Linked DNA regions of Mus musculus: region 1 is linked to region 2. Evidence: chromatin contacts called from public Hi-C data. All regions are on one chromosome and are shown on one strand. The core of a region is the stretch at or near the end of the contact, and the rest is flanking DNA. Distances in the headings are between cores, read along the strand shown.

What was found. Hi-C and Micro-C count contacts between places; a contact is called where the count stands out from the background.
Region 1: a contact with region 2 is called in a Hi-C map of B cells, with 5 read pairs. The contact joins the promoter of Brat1 here to the promoter of Lat2 in region 2. A contact is called at or near these places in 1 of 484 Hi-C or Micro-C datasets (B cells) and 1 of 9 other capture datasets (adipose tissue).

What each region holds. Positions count from the first base shown.
Region 1 is chr5:140,702,025-140,709,112 of GRCm38.p6, forward strand. Brat1 (BRCA1-associated ATM activator 1) reads left to right here and starts at 2,987. Exons shown (of 14, transcript NM_181066.3): 1 at 2,987-3,051; 2 at 3,929-4,072. The coding sequence starts at 3,946. Iqce (IQ motif containing E) reads right to left here and starts at 354. Exons shown (of 23, transcript NM_028833.3): 1 at 158-354. The coding sequence starts at 193.
Region 2 is chr5:134,610,531-134,617,767 of GRCm38.p6, forward strand. It overlaps Lat2 (linker for activation of T cells family, member 2), which reads right to left and starts at 4,495. Exons shown (of 13, transcript NM_020044.3): 1 at 4,359-4,495.

The DNA.
Region 1 (7,088 bases), core at 1,737-4,236, 6.1 Mb after region 2:
TAGTGGCCTCCGCGAGCGCAGGCGGGAGCTAGAGGCTGCTGGGGCGCGGGCACGGTGGCGGCCGACGCCCGGAGATGGCTCTTGTGCGGTAATAATCGGCCTGCCGGAGCTGGCTGCCACCGTGCGCCCTTCCTCCCTCCGCCCCAAGGCTCCTTACCGTCTCCGAGGCTATATCTGTGGTGCCCAGGCTCATAGCGGCAGCGCTGCGCGGCCTCCGGGTCCTGCGAGCTCTGCCCTCGGCTTGGGAGGCCTGCCAGCCGCCCTGGTACCATGGCAACCGTGCCGCGGCCACAGAGCCCCGGATGTGGTCCTTCCTCCGGAGCCCGACGAATCTTGTGCACGCGCAAAGTGTGCGCGAGCAAGGGGCCTACCAAGCACTCTCCCGGGGTTGCACGGCGCAATCCGTTCTTGTGGTCTTGTGGGCTTTTTTTTTTTTTTTTTGGTTGTTGTTTTGTTTTGTTTTGTTTCGTGGGATGCGTGAATTAATTGGCTTCCCGCAGGCAATACTAACTTTCTACCTGGAAGCCATGCTCTCAGATCCAACTTCAGGAGCCCGGGTTGGATTTCGGCAAACACTGGCTGCAACTATGTAGTCCAGTGGGCAGAGGTTCCGAGGGTCGCCATGTTGAGTTGAAAAGAGAGCATAAAGCACCATCCTTAACGATACGCAAGATTTGAGATTGGGGACATCAGCCTATTTACATGTTTGTTTTTTTTCTGTAAAGAAACTGAGATGTTGGGGGCCAAGGTGACTGACTCCCTAGTTGTTAGACCTGGGGTCTGGCGCCATGAGGATAAGACTGCCCATGGGCCAGCACCAACTGCTTTAAACCCTCAGCTGACGGTTTGCTATCACAAGCCTCTCTGAACTCTCCAGGATTCCGTGGCTTTCCAACCCAGGCCAGATAGGGAGCACTTCCCTGGTGGCCCAGCAGGCCAGTGATAGATGAAAACAGTATGTCATTTGCCTCTGTGTGTGTGTGTGTGTGTGTACACGCGCGCGCACGCGCGCGCGTGATCCTGTCTGCCTCATCAATGCTGGGGTTACAAATGTGTATCGCTATGCCCTCCTTTTATTTTGTCCCCTTCCGCCCCCATCCCATCTCCTTTATGGATTCTGGCGACTCCTGTTCTTAGGCTTGCAAAGGGACTATTCCCCAGCACACATTCATTTTTTTGAGTAAACAGCTCTCTGCAACTGGGTGGCTTTGCAACATTAAGCTTAATACAAGGATTCTCCTGGGAGGTTTTTTTTTTCTTGCTTGTCTAAGGACCCATGATTTGCCAAAGAATAACAGCCCAGACTCAGTATGTAAACGCAGAGTAGTTTTTTGGTTTTGTTTTTTTTAAGATTTTATTTATTAGCCTGGCAGTGGTGGAACATGCCTTTAATCCTAACACTTGGGAGGCAGAGGCAGAGGCAGAGGCAGGCAGATTTCTGAGTTTGAGGCTAGCCTGGTCTATAGAGTTCCAGGACAGTCAGAGCTACACAGTGAAACCCTGTTTATTTATTTAATGTGTATGACTACACAGTAGCTGTCTTCAGATACACCAGAATCCGTTACAGATGGCTGTGAGCCACCATGTGGTTGCTGGGAATTGAACTCAGGACTTCTAGGAAGAGCAGTCAGTGCTCTCAACAGCTGAGCCATCTCTCCAGCCTGCAGTGATATTTTCTGCAGAAGCCCAACATGCTGGGGTCTCCCATTACCAAGATAGAGACAACCAAGCTCACAGGTCTGATTTCCAGGGCAGATGAGCATTATCTTACTCTATCTCTAGGCATTCGGGAACCATGCCCTAAAAGAGATTGTGTGTGTGTGTGTGTGTGTGTATGTGTGTGTGTGAGACCTCGGGGCTGGGAACCAAACTCTGTTCCTCTGGAAGAGTAAAAGGTATTCTTTACCACTGACCCATCTCTCTAGTTCCCGATGGCCTACTTTTAATCTTTATTAGAAGAGCAGGCTGAAGTTGTGAAGAGTTGGTAACAATGGATGGCAGACAGAAGGCAAGCGGGGATAGAGGACTGGGGCTGTGAAGAGCTACAGAAATACAGGCTTTGGTGACTGGAGGGTCCTGACACTCTAGACCCCGGAGTTTAGCGCTACCCGCTGTGGGAACCGAGGGTTTCAGCACCGGCTGTGCTGACTCACCTGCTGCTGCCCACACCTAACGCTAAAGCTGAAAGCAAGGGCTAGAAGACCCAGTAAAATTCGGAGACCTTAAAAGCCTAGACACAAGGCGGGTGTGGTGGTGCACGCCTTTAATCCCAGCACTCCGGAGGCAGAGGCAGGCGGATTTCTGAGTTCGAGGCCAGCCTGGTCTACAAAGTGAGTTCCAGGACAGCCAGGGCTGTACAGAGAAACCCTGTCTCGAAAAACCAAAGGAAAAAAAAAAAAGCCTAGACACGTGGCCTGAGGCCAGCGAGGCCTTGCCTCCCAGCGGAAAGCCACGCCCACACCGAGCCCGCCTGGGGACGCTCCGCCCACTGCCTGCGTGGGCACGTACCATAGAACGCCCTGGCGGGGACGTGATAATTCCGAGAGATTGATACAGTGTGAAAATGCCAAACTGCACACAGCTGGAGCGCGTTTACAGGGTTTGAACCTTAGGGGTGATCGGAACGGCAGGGTCATCACTGGTCTCCAAGCGCGTCAACCCCGCTCTTTACACCCCTCCCCATGTCCGTCACGTGGTACAGACTTAGGGCGGGGCCTGTGGAGACGGAAACCCGAGCAACACTGAGGGGCGGAGCCTATAGCAACGTGGAGAGGAACTTCCGTCAGGGGCGGTGTCTGAGGGGTGGGGCCTCGTTGAAGGCGGAGTGAGACTTGAAGCTGGCGAGGTGGAGCCAATTCCCGCGGCGGGGCGGGGCCTGTGCTGTTGGGCCAGGCTCGCGTTGCGTGAAGCGAACTCTGAGATGGGGCAGGACCTGGGGAGGGCGGGGCCTCGGCCAGCGTAAAGCGGAATTTGCGGAGGGGAAGGCGGGGCCTGCCTTAGACACCGGAACCTCAGCGGGCGAGGCGCACGCAGGCCGGGGTGGAGATCCTGGTAAGGCGGAGTTCGAGCTTCGGCCAGGCAGTCTAATGGTGCATTTTGCACTCTCGGGCCTAATTCCCGTAGCGGAGGGATGCGGGGGCGGGATTAGAACCCCTAGGCTAACTCGCAGTCGCCGAGAGCGCACCTCTTACCCGGATTTGGGAGGTACGGACGATGCATGTCAGGGTCCAGACAGCACAAAAATCATTGCCCTCCAAGATGCATATTTCTGTCTTGAAGAGACACTTAGTTGGAGGCCGCGGGGTTGTCACTTGCAGCCTCTATCGACTTGGGCTGTGACACCCACCTTCCTGCGCACTCCTCCGTGGCTTGGAGGATTGTCTCATCCAGGTTTCTCTTGACCGTTGGGAACGGATTTAGGGATCAGGTGCCTGGGTGAACAGTCTCCTGCGCACCTGGCTGATCCCCTGACTGTTCTCGCAGCTAGGTTAATAGACAGCTACACCCCCACCCCATAACACCAAACCCCCAAGTTAACAGGCTTTGACAGCAAAGGCCTTGTGGCTCTGACTAACCTGTCCTCACCCACAGAGCAGCTTCTAGGGCTCAATCCTCTTGTCCAGGTTCCCCTGGACTGAGCTTAGCATCTTTGTGGACTTAAGAGTTCTGGTCCACAGGGCAGTGGTGGCTTGCCTTTAATCCCAGCACTTGGGAGGCAGAGGCAGGCGGATTCCTGAGTTCGAGGCCAGCCTGGTCTACAGAGTGAGTTCCAGGACAGCCAAGGCTACACAAAGAAACTCTGTCTCAGGAAAAAAAAAAAAAGAGTTCTGGTCCACGTGAAGTTGTCTGGGCCCATCCCCCAGTTAGGCTGCCTGTAACTAGGGTAGTTGGTATCAAATCTGTGGCTGACCTCTCCCTTCCTCTGTAGGAACTGCCTGCCTGATCATGGACCCAGAATGCTCCAGGCTCCTCCCGGCTCTCTGTGCTGTTTTGGCAGATCCCAGACAGCTGGTGGCAGATGACACCTGCTTGGAGAAACTGCTGGACTGGTTTAAAACAGTGACAGAGGCAGGTGAGGACACGGCTTAGAGAATTGTCCATCCACGTGGTGTCTTTACTTCATTTCCTTGAGGCCCTGTGGCTGTGGCTGATCAGGGAGAGGGGAGATGGAGTACTAGGGACTGACCTGAACTGTGGAGTCATGTAGTGACAGTCCCATTGGCTCCGACCACAGTTCACATTAGGAGTTTGCAGAGCACGCACCTACCTTGTTTTGCTGTCTTCTATGTATCTGGCTTGTCTTGAAGAAGTCAGATCTCTGGGTGGGTGTGGTGGGACCTGTCATCTAAAAGCCAAGACAAGAGGACATTAACAACGCTAAATTTGGGTTCAAGGCCAGCCAGAGTTACATCCTTTCTGTGTGGGTGGACCTTAATTTAATCACTGGCATTGTTGTATGTGTTTCCATTTTTTTTTTCTCCTGAAACAGGGTTTCTCTGTGTAGCTCTGGCTGTCCTGGAAATCACTTTGTAGACCAGGCTGACCTGGAACTCAGAGATCTGCCAGTGTCTGCCTCCTGAGCGCTGGGATTAAAGGAGTGCGCACACGACTCTTTTTTTTTTTTTTTTTTTTTTTTAAGTGCTATACTGGTTTTCCTTGAGCATGAGAGTTCCTGGGCAAATGAAAATTTTACCTCTCCTGTTTGATTGGTTGATCATGTTCTTCAGACAGGTTCCATTAGCCTTGTCTTGTCATTAATTCCTTCCTTCATTTCTTCTTTGGCTTATTCTGTTCTTTTTCTTTTCTTTTGAAGCATATTCTAACGTAGCCAAGGATGACCTTGAACCTCTGGTCCTCCCTTGTGTAGATCTGGATGCTGGGATGGTGCGGTATATACCATCACACCCTGTTTGTATTAGATGCTGAGGATAGAGCCAGGGCTTCCTACATAGCAGGCAAGCCCTTGATCAACTGAGCTTCAACCCCAGCCCTTACCTTTTCTTTTGTGTTTTGTCTCACCTGTTTTCTAAGTTATGGAATTTAAAATGATTAAAAGGTAACATGTTAGTTGAATCCTACAAGGTTTATTGCCTTGTACTTTTGTAATTAGGTTTTGAATTTGTGTATTTTGCTTTTTGAGACATGGTTTCTCTTTGTATCCTTGACTGTCCTTCTCTCTTTATAGACCACACTGGCTTCGAACCATTGAACTCTGAGATCCTCCTGCCTTTGCCTCCTGAGTGCTGTGATTAAAAGAGTATGCTAGTATACCTGGCCTCGTGTTTTTATATATGTGTGATACATGTCTGTGTGCTTGCATGTGTGTGTGTGTTGCATGCACACCCAGACATGTACTTCGGAAGGTCAGAGCAGGGCAGGAGGACATTATATCTTCTGCCATTCGTCTCCATCCACCTTATTGCCTCGAGGCAAGGTCTGTTATTACAGGAGACTGGGCCGCCCAGGAAGCTCTTGGGATTCTCTAGTTAGGATTAGAGGCTTTTGCAGCTATGCCCAGTCTTTTATATGAGTGCTGAGGATTTGAACTCAGGTCCTCGTGATTGAAGGACAGGCACTGTTACCCACTGAACCATCTTGTTTTTTGGAGGCAGCTTGTTTTTTGGTTCAGCTGTGTAGCCCTGGCTGGGCCTGGACTTACTGTGTAGACCAGACTGGCTTTGAACTCAGAGGTCTACCTGGCTCTGCCTCCGTCTGCCATGTTTAAGTGTGTGTACCACTACATCTGTCCTGCAAGTATTCTTAAACGGCTTTATTGAGATATGATTCACATGCACAGAGTCCACCCATTCAAAGTTTACCAGTTCAGCGGGGCATGGTGACTCAGGTCTACAATCTCAACACTTGGGAGGCCAGGACAGATGGGTTGCTACAAATTTGAGGCCAGCCTGGGCTACATAGTTCAGGGTCAACCTGGGTTACAGAAGGACATCCTATCTTGAAAATGCATATAAAATGAATGGATAGGAAATGAAGTGTGCCAGTGGAGTGGGCTTTAGTCAAGTTAGGGGGTGAATGGTCTCATTATGTAAACTTTTTGTTCCCAGCGTAGCTAGGTATCCGTTGGCAGGCAGTTCCCACCTCTCTCCCAGTTTCCTGTAATTTTTAAGATGTCCAACATAATAGAACTGAGCCTATTGGTGCAGGCTTATTAGCCCAGGTACTTGGGACTGAGGCAGGAGGATTGTGAGTTTATGGTCTCGGCTACACAGTGAGTTCAAGGCAACCTTGATCCTTTTGAAAGCAAGAGAGAGAGGGGGGGGGCTGGCAGCCAGATATGGCAGAGCACTTGGGAAGCAAAGGTGGGAGGATTAGGAGTTCATGGCTAGCCTCAGCTACACGGCAAATTCAAGGCTAGCCTGGATTAGAAGAACTTGTTCCAAAACAAACAAACAAACAAACACAAATGCAAAATCAATAACAACAAACAAAGAAGCGATGGGATGTAGCTCACTGGGTGAAGCCTTGGGTTCAGTCCCTAGCAACTGTCCCTTACTTTCCCAACAAAAGGAAAAAGCCAGGGCCAGGCCTGGTGGCACATGTCTTTAATTTCATCACTCAGGAGGCAGAGGCAGGCTGATCTCTGTGAGTTCAAGGCTAGCCTGGTCTACAGAGTTGAGTCCTAGGCTAGGGCTACATAGAGAAACCCTGTCTAGAAAAACAAAAAGGAAAAGAAAAGAAAAAGCTAGGCATGGTGCTACATGCCCATAATCCCTGCATTTAGAAGGTAGAGGCAGGAGGCTCAGCAGTTCAAGGCCGTCCTCAGCTACCTAACAAATTCAAGCCTGCCTCAAAACCCCAAAATGTTGCTCATGCTGAAGGGAACAGTTTTTACGTTTGTCCGTTAGATTGGCTTCCACTGTTCATGTCTGCTGTGTTCTTGGCGACCTATCCATGTAAGTGGTTCTCAGAGGTGTGTAAAAATCTAACTCTGAGACTGCAAATTCAACTTTTTTTTTTTTTTGGCAGTGTAGTCTTTAAATGGCTCCTTATTTATTACTTTTCTGTCTTTCTTTTCTCCTTCTTTCCTTTGGTGATACTACAGGTAGATAAGTATTTTATTGCTGAGC
Region 2 (7,237 bases), core at 3,245-5,744:
AGTTCAAGGCCAGCCTGGTCTATAAAGTGAGTTCCAGGACAGCCAGGTCTATACAGAGAACACCCCCCACACCCCTCAACCCCCCACCTCCCCCGTCTCAAAACCAAAAAAGAAAAGAAAAGGTGTGGCTCAGTGGTGGAGCCCCTGCCTAGAATCCCTCAGTGAGGGGCTGGGGGTGTGGCTCAGTGGTGGAGCCCCTGCCTAGAATCCCCCAGTGAGGGGCTGGGGGCGTGGCTCAGTGGTAGAGCCCCTGCCTAGAATCCCCCAGGGAGGGGCTGGAGGTGTGGCTCAGTGGTAGAGCCCCTGCCTAGAATCCCCCAGGTAGGGGCTGGGGGTGTGGCTCAGTGGTAGAGCCCTGCCTAGAATCCCCCAGGTAGGGGCTGGGGGTGTGGCTCAGTGGTAGAGCCCTGCCTAGAATCCCCCAGGGAGGGGCTGGGACATGGCCTTTGCTTAGGACATTGTCTCTGTCTATCCAAAATCCTCATAAACTGAGCATACGGCTGTGACTCTCTAGCACAGTGGTTCTCAACCTGGGGGTCACGACCCCTCTGGAGGTCATTAGGGGTCAGAAATCCTGCATGTCATATTTATTACAATTCATAACAGTAGCAAAATTATAGTTGTGAAGTAGCAATGAAAATATGGTTGGGAGGTCACCACAACAGGAGGAACTGTATTAAAGGGTCACAGCATTAGAAAGGTTGAGAACCACTGCTCTAGGACCTTAAGAAACAGAGCCAGGAGGACAGGGAAATTCAGACTAGTTCTGGGTAAAGGCACAATCCTATGTATGTATGTATGCATGAATGTATGTATGTATGTATTTATCTATCTATCTATATTTTTTAAGGGAGAGAAGAATGGATGTATATGTAGAGAGAGACAGACAGGAGGAAGAGGAGATGTGAGCGAGTGATAGAAGGTGGGGAAGGGAGAGGAGATTTGGTTCCGATGTCTCACTCCCATACTCCTGTAACTCCAGCACCTGTGAGGCAGAGGCAGATCAGGAGTTCGAGACTCTGTCTCAATGGGGGAAAAACAAGAGCAGAAGGAGATGTGGGCATAACACGTGGAGGAGCAGGCTACATATAACTCAGCCCTTGCCTGCCACCGCCTACTTAGGACCCCAAGAGCAAGCCTGGTATTCTATTTGAGGCTGCAGAAGCTGCCTGCCAAGTGCTGTTTCCTCTCCAAGGGCACCCCATGCCTTCCATCCATCCTCCATCCAAGAGGTCTGGGCTACCAGAGAGTCCATGTGCTTCTAGACCTGTTATCTAGGGGTAAACAGGACCCCAGAAGCCCTCAGGCCCGGGACAGTTGGTCAGGGCATCTGTACCCTCTAACCGGCCACACAGGGGTTTGTCACGAGGCCTGTCATGGAGATGATGAATGTGGCATAGGCTCAGCCGTGTCATAGTCACGGTTCTTAGCCATGTGACACACACACAGGAAGGGACTGTCAGCGGCCTACAGCAAAGACTGAGGGGCTATGTTATTCTGCTTGGTCACATCTAAAGGCACATGTGTGGACTCCCTACTGAGCCCAGCAGGGTCTGAGGGGCTAATGAAGCAGACACACCTGACCAAGTGGAGCAGGCCAGGACTCCTAGGTGATCAAGAGGCTGAAGCAGGAATATTGTGAATTCAAAGGTCAATCCAAAGAGACTCTGCCTCAAACCATAAAGAGGCCTGGGGCATACATTTGCTTAGAGTCTCCCAGGGATGAACTTAGAATCTCCCAGTGAGGGTGTGGCTTAGTGGTAGAGTAACTGCCTAGCATCTCTCAGTATGCGGCTGTGGGCATGACTCAACAGTAGAGCACCTGCCTGCCTAGAATCGCTCAGGAAGGGATATACCCATGTTTAACTAGCAAGGGCAAGGCACTGGGGTTCCATTCCCAGCATGAGGGGGGAAAAGGTGGGGGAGGGGGTGCTGGAGAGATGGCTCAGAGGTCAAGAGCACAGATTGCTCTCCCAGGGGACCTAGATTTGATTCTTTTGACACCCACATGGCAGCTCACAACCATCTATAACTCCAGTTCCCGGGGGACTCCACCCTCTCCCAGCCTTTGTGTGCACCAGGCATGAATGTGGTACACACATGTACATGCAAGGCAAACAATCATTCACATACATTGTGGTTTGGAGACAGGGAGTCACTGTGTAGCTCTGGTGAGTCTGAAACTCACTGTGTAGACCTGGCTGGCCTGGAATTCACAGAGAATGGCCTGCATTTGTCTCCTAGGTGCCGCAATTATAGGCTTGTAGCAGCATGTTCCAACTTACATAAATATTTTAAATTAAAAAAAAAAAGACAGCCGAGTGTTGGTGGCACACGCCTTTAATCCCAGCACTAGCACTTAAGAGGCAGAGGCAGGTGAATTTCTGAGTTCGAGGCCAGCCTGGTCTACAGAGTGAGTTCCAGGACAGCCAGGGCCACACAGAAAAACCCTGTCCTGAAAAACCAAAAACGACAACAACAACAACAAAAAAAACCCATTGCTGGAGGAGGAGGAGGAGAAGGAGGAAGAGAGGGAGGGAGGGAGGGAGGGAGAAAGAGAGAGAGAGAGAGAGCACTTCTTCAATGGTAAGATGCCCACCCCTCACTCACATCCTGTAAGCAAACCTAATGAAACTCATTGGGCCACTACCCTATCCCACTCCCACTGAGAACATAATATATCAGGAGGGGATTAGTTGGGAAGAGAGCAGGGACCAGTGGGAACCGGGAAGGACAAGAGAGGTAATTTGGGGGTGAATATGACCAAGATGCATGTTGTATGGAAGTGTCACAAGCCTCTTAGTATGCATAATGAAAGCATACTGATAAAAAAAGACTGAAAGGGGCCTGGTGAGGTAGCTTGCAGGTGAGAGGTGCTTGCGACCGAGTCTGATGATCTGAATTCATCCCCAGGACCCACACGGTGCTGAGAAGTTATCTCTCAGAAGTTATTCTCTGGCCTACACCGTGCTACATGCACATCCATCCACACATGTGGTAATAAAAGAATGTATTAAAATATTGAAAAAAAAAAGGCAGGTGTGAGTACATGGGGTGCTTCCTGGACAGGGCCTGGGGCTTGCTTCTCAGTTGGGGATCCCTCTGAGCCCAAATGTTTTCTTCCTCCCAAGGAGCAAATGGAGGTTCAGAGAGGCGCATACTGTGCCACAAAGAAACACTGGAAAAGATGGAAACCCAGAGCAGGCCCGGTGAATTCCCTCTATCCTATCTGATGCTCTCTACCCTGAGAGTAGAGGCAGAGGGTGAGGGGAACAGAGGGTAGGGCTGCAGGAGGAATGGCCCAGCAGTCTCAGAAGGCCCCAAGGGGCCAGGCAGGGCTAGCTGTGGGTGTGTGGGGGACCGCCACAGCTCTGTGGCTCCGTGGGCCAAAATAGCTCAAAGGGAAGTGGGCAGTTTTCATATGAGCAAGGCTTGCTTCTGAGGACTGCATCGGAGCTTCTAACCTCAGTGGCCCTTCGTGAGTGATCACTGCGGCAGCTCGTTCTTCGGGGTAAAAAGGCCATGAGGGTCTGTTGGATGAAGTACATGACCCGTCTCACACCAGGGATGGCTTTATTCATGGGGTGCTACTCTGAGGCCTGCAGGCTTAGCTGAATAACATTTCTGTGGTTTGAGCCTTTGCGGCAGGGCCTCACAATGGAGTACTGCCTGGCCTTGAACTTAGGGTCTCCCCACCTCAGCATTCCTAATGCCCTGATGGAGGAGTGTACAGTACCCAGTCTGACCAAATAACTTGGGCCTTCAAATGAGGCGGAGAGAAGACCCTGAAGACACCTACTGGAGGCCAGCGGGCGACTGTTCACGTACATATGTGAGTATGTCTATGTACAGAGGTCTGGCAGGCCTTGTCCCTGGTCAATCTGGGCCACCTGTTCAAAGCCGGAACCAAGGAGCCCACCAACGTTACAAGGATTATCTGTCAGAAAGTACAAGCTGGCTCAGGCCTGGATGGACTTCTGGGGATAGCAACTTCCTCCTGGCTGGAACAGGGCTTGGGCACAGTTCCCCAAAGCATCCAAGTTCCATACACAGGCCTGTGGCATTAGCCAACCCTCAACGGGCGGGAGAATCTCACATCTCTGGCTCTTAGCTGGCCCTCTCCAGTCACTGGTAGTGACAGAACCACCCTAGGGGCTTCTTGGGGGGTCTCAGAGGCTAGGGGTTTGGGAAGCCAATGATAGATAAGTGGGTGCCTGGAGCCCTGCATAGGCTTTCCTTAAGGGCCACAGCACTAGGCCAGGGTGGGAGGTATCAGGTATCTCGGCTTCCGCTCCGTCTATCCCTAAGGGTCTTGTGGGGTGTAGCACAACAGGGGAGCACCCCTGGGAAAGGCTTACCTGAGGGTGAGGGCTCCTCACCATGGCCCCTTCATCTTGTGCCGCACACCTGCCCAAGCTGATGCCAACACCACTGACTCTGGTGAGCAGTGGGCAAGGCAGTTGGCTTCCTGTCACTACTGAATCATCTCCTCTACATCCGCCTCGGCCAGACTACTAGGGTGGTTAATGACAAAGTGGGTGGAGCAGAGACAGAAAAAGATGCAGAGATACAAAGCGAAGTTAAAGCTGGGCATGGTGGTGTGTGCTGTTAAATGCCTGCACTTGGGAAGCAGAAGCAGGCAGAGCTCTGAGTTTGAGGCCAGCCTGGTCTATATAAGCTAGGACAGCTACAGTGAGACCCTGTCTCAAAAAAGACTCCCTGGGTAATGGCACGTTCCACCAAGCTGGACAACTTGGAACCAGAGGAACCAGGGTTCCTATCACCAGGAACCATGAAGTGAGTGTCTAGTTGTCCTCTGATGCATATGTACATACACACAGGCTTATGTGCAGTGTGCATGTGCACACACATGCACATGTATGTGCACACACTCCTGGGGGTGGAGAGGCAATAAAAAAGAAAACAGACATAGGGAAAATGGGAAGTGAGAGATGGGCACAGGCACGGGCAGACTGAAAGCCAAGCACACACAGTACATGCCCACCACAGAGCAAGGTCACATGGAGGAGGGAGGGCTACAGTGATCGACGGGTAGAGAGTCAACCCCAGAGTTCACATGGACACAGACATGGAGAGGACGGAGTTTCGAGGGACATGTACACACTCACGCACGTGCCACAGTCAGACACCAGAGATGGGGACACACACACACAGATGCACAGGTCAGGAGAGGACCAGAAAGACAGAGAGGCAGATATGTAGACGCTGACAACCACAGGTAAGAGGAAGCTAGAATCCTTCCAGCATCCACAGGCATCTGAGAATGGGGATCAGAGAGAGAGATTAGGGCAGTGGAATCCCATAGAACAAATACTAACCGGCAGATAAAAGAGATAAGGGACAGAGGATACAGGGAGAAAGACGGGAATAAAGATGGCAGATGGAACAAAGGACCACTGTGCCAGAGACAGCTGGATAGACAAGCTGCCTCTGTGTGTGGGTGGTGGTAGTGGGTGAATGTAGAGGCCAGAAGTCAGTCTTGGTGTCTTCCACATTTTAGTTTCTTTGAGACCGAGTTTCTGTGTAGCCCTGGCTGTCTTGAGACTCACTCTGTAGAGCAGGCTGGCCTTGAACTCAGATTTATGCAGACTGTGTCATCTACTTTTTAAAAACCAAATTGTCAGCCGGGCGTGGTGGCGCACGCCTTTAATCCCAGCACTCGGGAGGCAGAGGCAAGTGGATTTCTGAGTTAGAGGCCACTATGGTGAGTTCCAGGACAGCTAGGACTATACAGAGAAACCCTGTCTCGAAAAACCAATCCAAACCAACCAAACAAAAAAACCCAAATTGTCTTTATTACATCTATTTCTTTGTACGTTAGTTCTTTTTTGTTTGTTTTGAGACAGGGTTTCTCTCTCTGTGTAGCCCTGGCTGTCCTGGAACTCACTCTGTAGACCAGGCTGGCCTTGAACTCAGAAATCTGCCTGCCTCTGCCTCCCAAGTGCTGGGATTAAAGGCGTGCGCAGGGCTGGTGAGATGGCTCAGTGGGTAAGACCACCTGACTGCTCTTCCAAAGGTCCGGAGTTCAAATCCCAGCAACCACGGTGGCTCACAACCATCGGTAATGAAATCTGACTTCCTATTCTGGAGTGTCTGAAGACAGCTACAGTGTACTTACATATAATAAATAAATAAATATAAAGAGTAAACAGTTAAAAAAAAAAAAAAAAAAGGCGTGCTGGAAACTACCTCTACCACTGAGCCATCTTGCCACCTCCTGGTTGTAATTTTTCTGTGTTTTGGGTTTCACTGTATAGTCCTGGCTGGCCTGGGAACTCACAGATCCTCCTGCTTCTTCCCAAGTGTTGGGACCATACCAAGCTTCCACCTTGACTGTTCCCTTTCACTGGCCAGAGACTCCAGAGACTCACCGAGTTAGTCCAGGCTGGCTGGTCCTGCAAGCTCCAGATAGCCATGTTCCCATGTCCCCAAAGCTAAGAGCACACGTCGTTTGTGCCCAGCTTCATTGAGAGCTGGGGATCCAAGCTCGGGTTCCTCAGGCTTTTGAGAACACTAATAACTGAGCACCCCCTCCACCCCCAGCCAAGGCCATTTCTCAGTTGGGGGTATCACTGCCTGTAGTGGGGAGGAAGGACATAGGCAGGAGGCAATCTGCTGTGAGTTTAGTGCTAGCCTGGGTGTTTCTTCCCCAGTCTGTGCCCCAAGCCTGCTGCTGCCACCCTGTGGTGAAGCAAAGTAGCACAGGCATGGGGACGATCACCAGGAGACTCAGTTGACCATTGAAATCTGTGCTGACCACAGGTAGTGCGGATGCATTCAGTTCATCAGACTTTTTTTTCCCCACGGGGTCAGGTGGGGAGGCAGAGAACCCCTAAGAGGATCATGGTTGGCCTCTTTCCCACTTGCACCTACACAGTAGCTCACAGTAGTCCAACTTCACTCAGTTCTGGAGGGACCCATTCATCTTGGATCCCTGGCACAGTCACTTGTAACCTCAGCCCCGTGCCTGCTTCTGGATTCCTTTTTAGAGATACCCCCCCCCCCCCCACACACACACAACCTACCAACACCAAAACTGGGATGTTGTTCAGTTGGTGCTCGCTTGGGTTCCATTTCTAACACAGCACAGCTAGATATGGAGGCACACCCCTGTAGTGTTCTAATTTTTCATTTTTAGACGGCCTCTTGGCTATGTAGTCCAGGATGGGCCTTGAACTTGCAGACCTCCTGTCTCAGTCCCTGGAATAGCTAGAAT